Regions from separate parts of the Zea mays genome. Here region 1 is linked to region 2. A link is a contact called in public Hi-C data. All regions are on one chromosome and are shown on one strand. The core of a region is the stretch at or near the end of the contact, and the rest is flanking DNA. Distances in the headings are between cores, read along the strand shown. Region 1 holds the start of LOC100282513 (40S ribosomal protein S29-like). Region 2 holds the start of LOC100304344.

Region 1 (6,817 bases), core at 842-3,341, 160 kb after region 2:
ATAGATATAAAATTCGAATGCAGATGTGGATTTAAATGCTTTTCATCTCTTATTTTTAGGGAACAAATAATACATAAAAAATACTTTCCTATTAATAATAATAATGACAGTTGACTTTTTTAAAAAAACTTTGACCACTCATCTTATTTAGAAAATAATGAGTTATTATTTATTTTATGATTTGTTTACACATCTTATTATTTTATCACTTAAGGTAGTTTGTGCTTGATTTAAAATTTTACATTTTTCAATAAATATCTTTGAACTAGACAAGTGGCCAAAGTTTTTTTTAAAAAATGTTCATATATTTGTAGGTAGTATATTATTGTTTTTTACAACATACTCGACAACATAACAAAAAATTAGCACAAATTCTATGCATACTTGTTTTAAGATATATTTATTGTAAAATATTAAATTTGGCCTACAATTCGAATGTCTAGAAGACCGACTCCTATTCAGCATCCATCGGATAACAATGCAGGGCAGGATTGTTCAATGGAACAGATTAATCCTTTGGTGTGATACCTAATGTCAATGCCGTACAGGCCCAGCAACATTTCACAAATAGTGCGCTAGAAGTACAATTGGAATGGATCTTCGACACATGCAATATAAGTATTAGTTTGCGACCTTAACCACCCTACATTACAGTAATCATACTACCCAGCGATGGTTGGACACAAGATAGTTTAAGCTCAACATAGGTAACTCATGATCAATATGACCAACATGGCTAAGTTCTTCATCATAAACGTAGCAGTCTTTACTAGCAGACTTCTGAACAAAACATCTAAATTACTGGAAATAAAACTACAGCCTCGCCTCTACCACATGGTCCATTCCCACCTGATTTCAGCGGTACTGCAACAAAAATATAGGCATTGCATTGGTTAAAGAGCAATAGTAAGTCAACCAAATTGGAGAAATTTCAAAAATATTGCCATGGGCAGCAAAATAATTGTAGGCACTTTATGTGCCATAGCCATACATTAATGTTTTCATGTCAACATGAAAAACATGTAACCACAATTCATTCTTTGAATAAAAAAAGACTACCAGCAAAGTGTAGGGCATGTTTCAACAAAATACCACAGCTGCACTTGCAAGAAAGGGAACAAAGTGCCAAAGAAACAGTCTAAATACATAGGAATGCCCTAAACTGCAAGATGTCGCCTAAAAGCTGGCAGTAACTAATTCATTAAAGAATTAAAGATGATAAAACAACAGATAAGTATCAGACACTTTACATCATAGAATCTTGGAGCCTTTTCCATGTTTACGATGGAGGCTAACTAAAAGCAGAATAGTGTCTAAATGGAGCTATTTCACAAATATTAACTAATGGATTTATCGGTCTTTCACTTTTTTCTTGTCGTGTTTTTTGATAGCAACTTTTCAGACTAAATATCCAATACAAAATCATAAAGCATTAATGATGCTAAGCATCATTCACACAGGAGTTTGAAGCTTATATTGCATACCTTGATGAAGCCAATGTCCTTGGCATTGCTGCGGAAGCACTGCCTGCAGCACATCAGCCCGTACTTCCTGATCAGTCCATGAGGGTTCGCACAGACACGGCTGTCAAAGTGAACAAGTTCCGCTAAGTACAACGCCACAATAAGGAGCATACCACTGCAGACTAAATAATAGTGCTTAGCTGAATTGTTGGAACTTATACTTGTGTGCCATACATGACAACAATGAACACAGACAAGTCCAGAATCAAACTGTCTGTAACCTGGGCAAACGATCCATAAAATTGGCTATAGTAAACCGCAATAATCAATTAACGTAACTAAGGAACCCTCGAATACACTACACAAACTCGAATCACATCGATCCAAAATCTAGTCCATAACTATCACCGATCGACGGAGGAACCTAAATCCACACAGAGCAAAAAATAAAAAGAAACTCCTACATCTATAAATTCGATTAAACGCATCAAAAAAAATATGTGCCGGTAAATGGAACACACGTACCAGACGCGGGATCCGGGCCCGTAGTTCTTGGGGTGCGAGTTCCAGACGTTGGAGTGCCCCATCGCCTCCTAATTCCGCCGCCGCCGCAAGCGTTCGTGGGGAAGAGATAGATGGAGTTCGGTGAGCACTGAGTAGCGGCGCCGTTGGGAGAAGCGGAATATATAGCTGACGCAGCGAGCGAAACCCTAAGCCAGGAGCAGACCCGATTGGGCCAAATGGCCCGTAGTTCCATAGTCCTGTAATTGGGCTGAAATGAACCTTCTGGGCCACATGGGCCATATGTGTCTGCGGTTTAGTCCAAGTCTCTCCCCACTCCCCAGGCTCGACGGCTCCGTTGGTTGATTCTGATTCGTCTCCTGTTGGCTGTTGCCTTCGACCGCCTCCACCTCGTCTCCGACGATGTCCTCCGTCGCCGGTGAGGGTACGTTGTGGTCCCAAATGGTGCGAACGTTCCGCGTAGCGCTGCACACCTCACACTCCAGGTTGTAGCTGCTTTTTTCTCTCTCTTTAACATCCGCTCGGTCGCGTCCGTGCGTTTCTGCCAGGGGAAGGAGAGGGAGGAGGACGGCGCCGACGGGAGGAGCCAAGGAGCCAACAACATGAGGACGGGGTCGAGGTGGCCGACGGAAAACTGGATTTGGGTGACCTTTACGGCGCGGCGGCGGGGTGGGTAGAGGCGCGGACCAGCTGCCCGCACCTCGGCACCATGCCGCCCGCTGGTGCTGAATTGCTGATGACCTTGCTCGCGTGCCTCCGCCCGACTCTCCGTGCTCCAGGTTCGGGGCACCTCCTTCCTGCTCGAATTCTCTGTAGATTCTTTGGAATTCCCCGCAGTTCAATTTTCCGGAACAACACTGAGATGATCAGTTTAACATGTAGAAGAACAAAGTTTTTTTAGTTGCTGACAAGGTGATTACTGATTGTGGATTGTCACTGAAAATGTTGTGGCCACACAATTGCATGTTCAGAATCTATCGATTGTTTCTTTGGTTCAACCAAAAGTATTATGTTATCAACTGATACAAATTGTAGTTCAGTTATGTTCATAAAAATCATTAGGTAATTTAGGTCTTCACGATTGGGTTGATCAGTGATTCACTGGGATTGGATGTTGATCTACCTGGGGCGAGCCATTAACTGTGCACTGCTCGGACTGGTGTTCATTGCATTGCTCTGCGAATTGCAAGATTGATAGCAGGATAGCTTAGCCTCTGCATAGCTCTTGCAATGCTTTCAGTGAGAGAATCTGCATTACTTGCTCCATTCATGGGAATGCACTTTGTGTCACTAAGACCGTTTTCAGCAGTTCACCTATATGGTAACCCAAAAAACACTGCTTTGCACCATAGACTGCACTGTTCGCAGAGCGGAGTATGGATATGGGGATGGGTAAGTTGCTGGAGATAACCTAAGGGATTGGTGATGGCGACTTTGCTTTAGGTTATCCTTCTGCTGATTAATTGCCTTGCTCACTAATGGTCAGTTTGAGTTGATATTAATAACTAAGTCTTGATTGAGAACCAATAAACCTGTCAAGAGGTTGCTGAAGAGGGTTCATATTCTTCTCTTGCAATGCTTTCAGCGAGGGAATCTGCATTACTTGCTCTATTCATGAGAATGCACTTTGTGTCACTAAGACCGTCTTCAGCAGTTCACCTATATGGTAACACAAAAAACACTGCTTTGCACCATAGACTGCACTGTTTGCAGAGCGGAGTATGGATATGGGATGGGTAAGCTGCTGGAGATAACCTAAGGGATTGGTGATGGCGACTTTGCTTTAGGTTATCCTTCTGCTGATTAATTGCCTTGCTCACTAATGGTCAGTTTGAGTTCATATTAATAACTAAGTCTTGGTTGAGAACCAATAAACCTGTCAAGAGGTTGCTGAAGAGGGTTCATATTCTTCTCTTGCAATGCTTTCAGTGAGGGAATCTGCATTACTTGCTCCATTCATGAGAATGCACTTTGTGTCACTAAGACCGTCTTCAGCAGTTCACCTATATGGTAACCCAAAAAACACTGCTTTGCACCATAGACTGCACTGTTCGCAGAGCGGAGTATGGATATGGGGATGGGTAAGCTGCTGGAGATAACCTAAGGGATTGGTGATGGCGACTTTGCTTTAGGTTATCCTTCTGCTGATTAATTGCCTTGCTCACTAATGGTCAGTTTGAGTTCATATTAATAACTAAGTCTTGGTTGAGAACCAATAAACCTGTCAAGAGGTTGCTGAAGAGGGTTCATATTCTTCTTCTCTGCCCCCCTCACCCCCACACACACACACCCCACCCCACTCCATGGCCCCAACCCCTACACATTTTGCCGTAAGATTTCTTGCCATAACTTGCATACCAGTAGGGTGCAATGTAAGTGCACCTAACCTTTCGAGCGTATCTGGCAAGCCAATGGTGAGTGAAAATATTGTTATACTCTATATGTAAGATGTAGATATAATTGTTCATCTATTCTTGAATTTAAAATGTAGCATTTTAATATTGATTGGAATTGATTAACATGAGCTTCAGTTCAAGAATTTTTCATTCCTTTATTTGAGTTCTGGTTGAAGAATTTGTTTTCTTCCATTATTTTGCACTGTATGCGCTGCATTGTCTCATAATGAGCCATGTGTTATGGCCCTTGAAAAAAATTTCTTTGATACACCACCAATGCTCCAATTGTTTGGAGATGGTTAGGGTATTAGGTTCATTGATTTTTGAGATACATATTTTTTCATTAACACAATAATTTGGTTGAACTGGCATCTGCCTGAAGACTTGTTCCTTATTTCAAGTGCCGAAACATCTATTGACTAGTGAGATCTGAGATGGTGATGCATTGATCCATGGTTCACTCATCACGATAATGAAAAAGTTTGTATGTTGTTTGTGCATGGATGGCATGTGTAAAACGTATCCCATTTGGACATTTTGCTTTTCTAAAAAAAATATGTTCCTTACTTGAAGTGCTGAAACACCTAGTGACTAGTGAGATCTGAGATGGTGATGCACTGATCCTGTGATCCATGGTTCACTCATCGCAATAATGTAAAAGTTGTACGTTGTGTGTGCATGGATGGCATGTGTAAAATGTATCCCATTTGGGCACGGTATATTGCTTTTCTAAAAAAATATGTTTCTTATTTGAAGTGCTGAAACATCTAGTGACAAGTGAGATCTCAGATGGTGATGCACTGATCCATGGCTCACTCATCACAATAATGTAAAAGTTTTATGTTGTGTGTGCATGGATGGCATGTGTAAAATGTATCACATTTGGGCACAGTGTCTTGATTTCTAAAAAACATATAAACTTGTATTGTTTCCCTCAAAATGTGTGTTAAGTGTACACTCGAAAGCCTGTCAAACATGATGTTGACATCTCCCGGGCTTCATTGTATATCAACTACTTGTATACTTGTTCACTAACCACAGCCACCAGAAAAATCTGGTCATGGGTTGTTACTTGCGAGTCAGGATCGAGGGGCGCTGGTTGCCGATGTCTAAAAGTGTGGGTCGGATGGTTGTTTGGAACATGTGACCCTAGTTAATCGAGGTCGATGAACAAGCTAGTTATAGAAGATCAATACGAAGTAATAAAGGCAACAAAATAAGAAGTAAAGGAAAAAAATGGGTTGGCGTATGCTTGCCCATCCCTGCATGCTACCCACATTAGGATGCCCTAGGGTAACCCTCTTCTAGTCTGAGGACTAGTTCATGCAGCCGCCTTCTCTCCCTTTCTTCTTCTTTCAAGATCCTCTCTCATTTTTATTGGAGATTTGCTTAATTTTTCGTTGTCTGCTGCTGCTCCCCATGCTGCATGGTTCTGTCCTCCAGTGGCAGGAAATCATCTTCAATGCCGGCTGCCGCCCACTTCCCAGCAATGACAAACCTCCATCATCTCCCCCTCCCCTGTTCCTCAATACGACCTATTCAATCTATGATATGTCCCTGTATCAGCAGAGCCCTAGCCAAGCAAAAATCTGGCCCTACTCAACCGTGACCCATAATTTGGAATGACTTTCTTGGGCTATGAATGATCCATTGACCCTGACTCCTGTGATCATGGCACTAATTCCATTGAGATGAATTGCCGCATAAAGGCAGTAGCATGTGGTGTCAACATTTTCGTGTGCTGAAAGTTGGCTCATGCAGTCCAGATTGAGTGCATGAGCCCCTAGTGGCACCACAGATTTATAAACGTTGAGTACAATGTACTTAGTATTAATGTGATTTTTCTCATGAGGGTATTTTTTTTCATGCAGATGTCATGACCCTGCTGAAAACTGATTATGCTTGATATGCAAAGATGTGATGTGCAGTCGTTTTATCAACAAACATATGTTGTGCCATCATGAAGAAGAAACTGGTCACTGTCTTGCTTTGAGCTTCAGGTAATTTGGTTGAGCTTGCTTTGATTAATTGTTATTTTTGTTGAAAATAAATAGTATTCCTTAATTCCACATAACATTGTATCATCCCAGCTTCATGACTATGCATGATCTCAGCCTTTACCTACCACTAAGTCAGAATAAATTCTCTAGTGTGTATCCCTACATATATGATTTCTTGTGAGAAATAATATTATCTCAGTATCACCTGCATGACTACATTGGCTCAACAGGTGGGCTGCTGATCAGACCAGTGACCACTGGACCACTAACCTCAATGGTCTGTGGCTTCTATCTCTATGCTTTTGAAAAGCCATTGCAATTCAAATGCAGCCTTTTGTGGTGCTAGGATTCATTGTTTCAAGCGATCACTCATTGAATGCATGATCAATCGATTCACTTGCTGTTGAGCCATTGAACAGTGAAATAATTAATCCTT
Region 2 (6,851 bases), core at 1,773-4,272:
GGCCGATTTGATAGGTCTAAATATGTTGTCCCCAGCGGAGTCGCCAAAAAGTATGTTAACGCCTTTTCGGAGCGCCAAATACTCAAGAAGAACCGGCGGCGGTGCTCTCTGGTCAGGCGCAGACGGTCCGCGGCACAGGGCCGGACGGTCTGCGACCTGGCGTGAGGCGGCGGTGCTCTCTTGTCAGGGGCGAACGGTCCGCGCGCAGGGGCCGGACGGTCCGCGACCTGGCCCAGGGGCTAGTGTTCCCTGCCTGACGGCCGGACGGTCCGCGCGTGCGCAGGGGCGGCGTAAGATCGCCGGCGGCGCCTGGATCTCGCTCCCGGGAGGGACCCCGTCGGGGAGGAGAGATCCTAGGAGTTGTCTAGGCTCGGGCAGGCCGACCTAGACTCCTCTAATCGACGTAGAGTCGATGAGAGGCGGAGAATTTGGGGATCGAGAGGCTAAACCTAAACTAGACTAGAACTACTCCTAGGATAAAATGCGAAATAGAAGTTGTATTGATTCGATTGATTATTCCAAATCGGCCGTAGACCTCTCTTTTTATAGAGGAGGGAGCTGGACCCTTTACACGACTGGATTCCGAGCTAATTCCGCAAATCTAGCCAACAAACATAGCACAAAACTCGGAACCCTAAACTGCTCTGCGCATGCGCGGACCGTCCGGCCTCAGGGCCGGACCGTCCGCCGTGCTCAAAACGGTGCTCAACAGGAGCATATCCTTCCTTTTACTTATCAGGCTCCAATTTCCAAAAAAAACACAGATTTAGGGGTGTTTGGTTTCTAGGGACTAATTTTTAGTCTCTCTATTTTATTCCATTTTAGTCCTTAAATTACTAAATACGAAAACTAAAACTCTATTTTAGTTTCCATATTTAGTAATTAGGGACTAAAATGGAATAATATTGAGGGACTAAAAACTGGTTGTTCCATACCTCAGGGGCCAAGCAAAATGGAGACGATTTGATATCCACGTGAACGTTCAATGACACAAACTTGGTCCATGAATTCTCAGGAACTATGGAGTAACACTCAAATTAAAACAATCCATGTAAAGTGCAACGAGTGTTCAGCATTTCATATACCAAAGCTTGATAAGCTATCAGCTAACAGAACATGGTACATATGAGAATCTCCATGGGGATGCTTGATGATGTGAAGGGAAAAAAAGAAGGCTGCAGCAGAATTCAGTACTGTAGTCGCACTATGAAACATGGCTTTGAAAAATACTATGAAGTGGGGTAAAAGCCTCCATGCAAATGCTACGAGACTACATGTGTTCATAAAATATATATTTTGTTCACTTACAAACACAAACTTGTGACTTTTAACTGGGAAGTTGGGCAGTCTATGGGATAGCATGTACAGCATAGCAGATGGTAAACCGGATGTACACTTCACTGGCATAATCACACAATCACAGTGCATCCTATCAGAAATTAGTCGCAATCAATTTTCTGTCGGCCATCAAAAGTCTGCAAGATTGGTAGGAAGAGTATGCGAGTGAGACAAGGTTTAACACCACATTTAAAATATAGAGCAGAGAATAAAAGACTAGTTAGCTAATAAGCTAAGATATCCGGCAGCTCTATGCGAACATCAAACAAACCGTATTTGGCTACTAGGAAATTTTCAATCTGTTAATCATGAGAGAGAAAGTAAACGAATAACAGAGGCACTAATATTCCATCATCCTTAGATTAAGCCATGAATTCAGCTATAAATGATCTGAAATTCGAACACACATGATAACTTTGCCTTTTGTATATTCTGTATATCAAGTACTTGCCTTTTAATACTCCATTTCAGCATGCCCAATACAAGTAAATTAAGAAGAACGAAAACACATGCTTAGATACACAATTTTGCCTCAGACAGGTTCACATAAGATACCAGTCTACCAGAGACAGCATGCAAATGAAGCAGATGAGTATGATTGTTCATACTTACAAGCGGAGGGATGCAAATCAACAGAAACGAAACTCATGATCCCATCTGCCACTGTATCAGTCAAAAGATTAGACGATTAATGCTTGCAACATAAAGAAAGGAAAGTTCTGCAAGGTCTTAAATTCACTCCAACCTAGTCAGTGGAGATAACGATACCTTAAGAACCGGCTCTCCACCTTGGTTTGATGCCTTTGATTCCTTCATTGCTTTCATTTGTGCTTTGGCTGCCCTTCCAGCTGCCGATTTCTCATAGTCCTGCTGTCTGAAGGTTGAAAAAAAAATAAGGTCACAAATAGGAAAAAACTACTTCAGATCAAATAATCTACAGTATAATCAAACAAAAAACGGAATAGGAATCTTCACAAACAAAAGTCTTTCTCCTAAAGTTCTGAGCTTTCCGATTGTGGTAGTGATGATTTAACTTTTAAGGGTCATAATGATTCCTCTCAGTGACACCTGAGCCAGGATTGGTGGATTGATTCCCTATCCAAGCCAAAATCAATGGCAATTGGTGCCGACTGAACAAGAGGTACGAGCAGGATCTAGGCTACCACAGTGGCACCTCTACAACAGCCGAGCTCGATTCAATTCGATTCGAGAAGGAGGAAGGCGGCCATCACAATCTGATTCGATCGAAGGGCCCCTCAATCCAACGTATTGGAGTTGGGGGTGCCCGATCAAATCCCGAAATCCGATAAACCCTCAACCCGAGCGCGTCCTGCGGATCAACCTAGAACCAAGTCAACCAACCTATGGAAGGGAACTAGTCGTGCCCAATAACCAACGGGAGGAACGCTGCCATGATGATGATCTAACTAATCCTGCGCGGCCGGCCCGGGGTGATGGTTGGGACTTTGAGACGGTTACCTTACCTCCTCTGCGCGGCCTCGGCGGCCTTGGCGCGAGCATCCTGCGACTCGCGCCGGTCCGCCTCCGCCCGCCGCTCCTGCTCCGCCGCCTTCGCGGACCCGAAACACGGGCACTGCCCCATCCGCCTCTCTCAGCTGGCTTCAGATTTCGTGAGTTTCTTCACTCGAGCTTGCTTTGGGGATATGCGAAGGAATCAGAGGTCGATGCGCGCACGGGCGTTGCCGCAAACCCAAACCCAAAAAGGAGGAGGGAGGGCCCTTCGAGGTTCCTGGAAGCCGCGTGGGCCCGTCACACAATAGGCGGTTAATTTGGCTTGAAACGGCATGTTTGTTTTTTCAGTTCGAAACGGAGATAATAAAACGGATTATTCACAAAACAAACGTCACTCCTTTCAACGACAAACACGACATGCTCATGCCGTCTAGATGGAAAGGCAACGACTGCTCTGTACAAATGTGTCAGCAAACCATCTGATCCATTAAATTACGATCCAATCATAGATACAACTATAGTTTGTTAGAGGTTTTTTTATAAAGATTATTGAGCTGGTGGTGAAGGATTTAAATGTTAAATGTGAACTGCGGTTAGATCACGATCTAATGGATCTGATGGTTTGCTTGCACGCTTCCATAGAAGAACTGCTTGCATAACAGTCGTTGCCAGATGGAAAAGCTTCTTATGTAATAGCTTCAATACATAGAAGTCATAAACCTAGTATATTGACATGCTACACCAAACACACGTCTCCAGTTGTATCTCTAAATCTCTCTCTATATATCTCACTTTTACATCGTCTCGACAAAATTTCATCCTCTATTTTTTCCTCTCCCGCAAAGATTTTCTCTAAATTTTCCCATATACCCACCACAACTATAAAATATTATTCTCTATACATACTTATCACTCATTATCAATTTTTCCTCAACTAGCAATTACTCGCGGCCACAAAAACCGAGGACTACACAATATTTAGGGGGCACGACAACAATGAAGGGAGAGAGAAGCTCGCTGCGACAAAGGGTGCCCAGGGGCGGAGCCAGAATTACGATATAAGGGAACCAATCAATTCATTAATATTATATGATAAAAATATTGTATATATCATCAAGTTTGAGCACTCGATATGGAATAAGAATTCTAGATCTTTATAAATTATCTTAGTTCATGAGTCCATTTTCTAACTAATTGATATATTGAACTAAAATTGTGACACAAGAATAATACCAAAACAATAAAGATGACATAACGATGAATATCCGACTGATGAGATTCAACTTTTATATAATGACTCTAGTATTCATGAGTCATCTAACAAATTTGTGAGAGAATTCAAAAATCTAACTAGCCTCGAGGATCCATGAAAATTCGTCAACTATGCAGGTACATGTCAAATTTGTCGTGTACACACCAACTATCAGGTGACAACTTTAGTTGAAATTTGTTGATTTTATTATCCACAAGATCTAGTGTAGTATGTATATAAGTTGTTGGCGCTCAGTCTGCTGCTTCGTGTGATCACCTTTGTTGGACTTTGGTTGTCGGACTATGGCAGAGGCAAGTCAAGTGGTTAGCGGCAATCGGCAGAGGCAAGTCAAGTGAGGTTCAGATACCATTGTCTACAAGCGAATTAGCTTTGGCGTTTCATGCATCGATTGGTCATTCAACGAATATTTTATCTTATATTCTTTATCTCTTTTAGACTTTGGTTGGCATATACTACAACAGAGTTATGGATCATATATTACCAACCACTATATTAAACCTTTCATTAATTGTGCTGCACAAAATTTAGAATATTTATACTTAGATACACAGAATTTAGACTATATATAATTCTCTTGTTTGTGTCTTAGCCTTCGGAGGGGCCATGGCCCCCTGGCTCCGCCCATGGGTGCCTGGTAAAGGCAAGCGTACCATCATCCGAATGGAGGGAGGGGAACGACTGTCATCGGTCTAAAACCAATACACTTTCATATTACTCCCTCCATCCATTTTCTTCATCACCGAAGAGACAACCAAATTTCCAACTTTTTTCATCGTCCACTGCTTTGAAAACCGTAGGTGACCTTTTTACCGCTTCAATCTCCGTGTGGGAGCAAATAACTGCATGACCGTTAAGTTGCTTCATTCGTTCTCACTCCTTGGCCTCAACATATTTTGAGAATATCTTAGCCACCATAGTACATTGAGTTTCTTGGTGTGGGCCCAACGATTTCAACATCCCCTGCTGTTGGGGACTTGTTCTCAAATGCTATGAGTTAAGAACAAGGCAACACAAAAAGAGGTTAATGGTTAATGCCCTTCGTCTTTCGAAGCATTATCTCCATTAGGATATAATGATCTTCGGACGAAGGTCATGAAGGACGTACCTTCATCATCGCAGTATGTATTAATGAAAGAAGAAGCATATGAAACATGAGAGATAACATGAATAATCATATGACATCATCAATATATCTTAATTATATCATCATGAATGAACGTGAACAATATTGAATTACGTTTGTACCTTCGGCTCGACAGAAGGCAAAAGTCCACGCGTGATACACGAGCGAATACAATCCAGCGTGAACAGTACGGGGTACTGTTCACCTATTTATAGGCACGGGACACAGCCCGGTCAGAATTACATTTATGTCCTTGATGACTATAGTTACAATCATGACACAAATCATCATGGACGGATCGGTCTTTTCCTCTTTAAGTCGGTGCAGCCCTTCGTCTCAAGGCATGTCGATATGCCGAAGCTCCCTGGATCGTAGCTTCGGCGTGTACCTTCGCGCTGTATTTGCTTATGTGCTGATCTTCCGAAGGTGTTTCTGCTTAAAGGACCTTCGGCGATGAAGCAGACCCCCAACAGTAGCCCCTTCGCGGTGCTAGATCGTTTTTCGTAACGAGCTTGATCCGTGAAAAATCTCCAAGGCTTTGGAATGCCGAAGGTCCGAAAAACACCTTCCCTGAGCTCGTTGCCGAGAAACGATTAAAATATTTCAAGCGCGAGTGGCCCACCACGTAGCGGGTACAAACGGTTTGATGATTCTCTTCCCAGACGCCGAGTGGCCCACCGTTCAGCGGGTGTGGGTAACTGTTCAGCGGGTGCGGGCGATTTGTCGGTTCACCTTCCCACCTACGGCACTATATAAACAGACGGGTAGGTGTGAAGTTACCACAACATTCATTGTCATTGCACTGTTGTGCTGTTGAAAATTTTAACCATAGCCGAAGCTTTTTCACTGCATTCTCGAGCGAACCATCATTTTGAATTAGCTTCGTCAAAAAAGAGAGCTTCGTAAAAAGAGAGCTTCGTCAAAAACTGTAAAAAACATCAGCTTCGTAAAAACTGCAAAAGATTCATCATCAGATGGCCAGAGTACGCTCGACTGCCAGGGTGACCCGTGAAGGAGAGGAGACTGAAGCCACCGAGACAGCTCCAATCTTTGAAGTCATGAGACAATCGAGATTAGTTGTGACAGAGGGAGCCATTGACGAAGGTGCACCTGTTGCCGAAGCTGAACAAGTTGATATTGAGGAACAAAATGCTAATGAAGAAGAGGAAGACTATAGTATTCTGATCCCATCAAAACCCAGCCACTTGGATTTTGAAAAATCTACTGTGTCTGAAGCCGACGTGCCCATGATGATGAAGCTGGGTTACTTCAGAGAAGCTGAAAAGAAGCTTATTTGTTTTGCCGGATCAGAAACCACTCCAAAGCCGAAGGACGACGAAGTAGTGGTTTTCAAAAGCTTTTTAAGGGCATGATTACGGTTTCCCTTGAACAAGATGATTGGAGAAGTTTTGGATAATTTTGAGATTTTTCTTCATCAGCTGACCCCTAACGCCATTGTTAGGCCTAGCATTTTCATCTGGGCCCTTCGAAGCCAAGGGATGGACCCAAATGTTGAAGCTTCCTGCCGAGTGCATGAGCTGCATTACCAAACGAAGGCCAGAGAAGACGGGCTACATGAAAATTTTGGTTGTTATAACTTCGCGTATCGCAAGGATACAAAGGCTTCGGTCCTTAGCTATCGCA

Evidence for each region. A called contact is a pair of places that touch in the nucleus more often than the background predicts.
Region 1: a Hi-C map of leaf shows a contact between it and region 2, with 4 times the contacts expected there. The contact joins the promoter of LOC100282513 here to the promoter of LOC100304344 in region 2. A contact is called at or near these places in 2 of 25 Hi-C or Micro-C datasets (leaf and tassel).

Annotation. Positions count from the first base shown.
Region 1 is chr6:29,945,586-29,952,402 of Zm-B73-REFERENCE-NAM-5.0, forward strand. It overlaps LOC100282513 (40S ribosomal protein S29-like), which reads right to left and starts at 2,092. Exons shown (of 3, transcript NM_001159462.2): 1 at 1,989-2,092; 2 at 1,485-1,584; 3 at 640-864. The coding sequence starts at 2,050. The coding sequence ends at 856. It overlaps LOC103630926 (a long non-coding RNA gene), which reads left to right and starts at 2,301. Exons shown (of 4, transcript XR_002262999.2): 1 at 2,301-2,409; 2 at 2,534-2,764; 3 at 6,253-6,381.
Region 2 is chr6:29,782,202-29,789,052 of Zm-B73-REFERENCE-NAM-5.0, forward strand. LOC100304344 reads right to left here and starts at 3,023. Exons shown (of 4, transcript NM_001165782.1): 1 at 2,823-3,023; 2 at 2,107-2,212; 3 at 1,951-2,001; 4 at 1,011-1,475. The coding sequence starts at 2,941. The coding sequence ends at 1,984.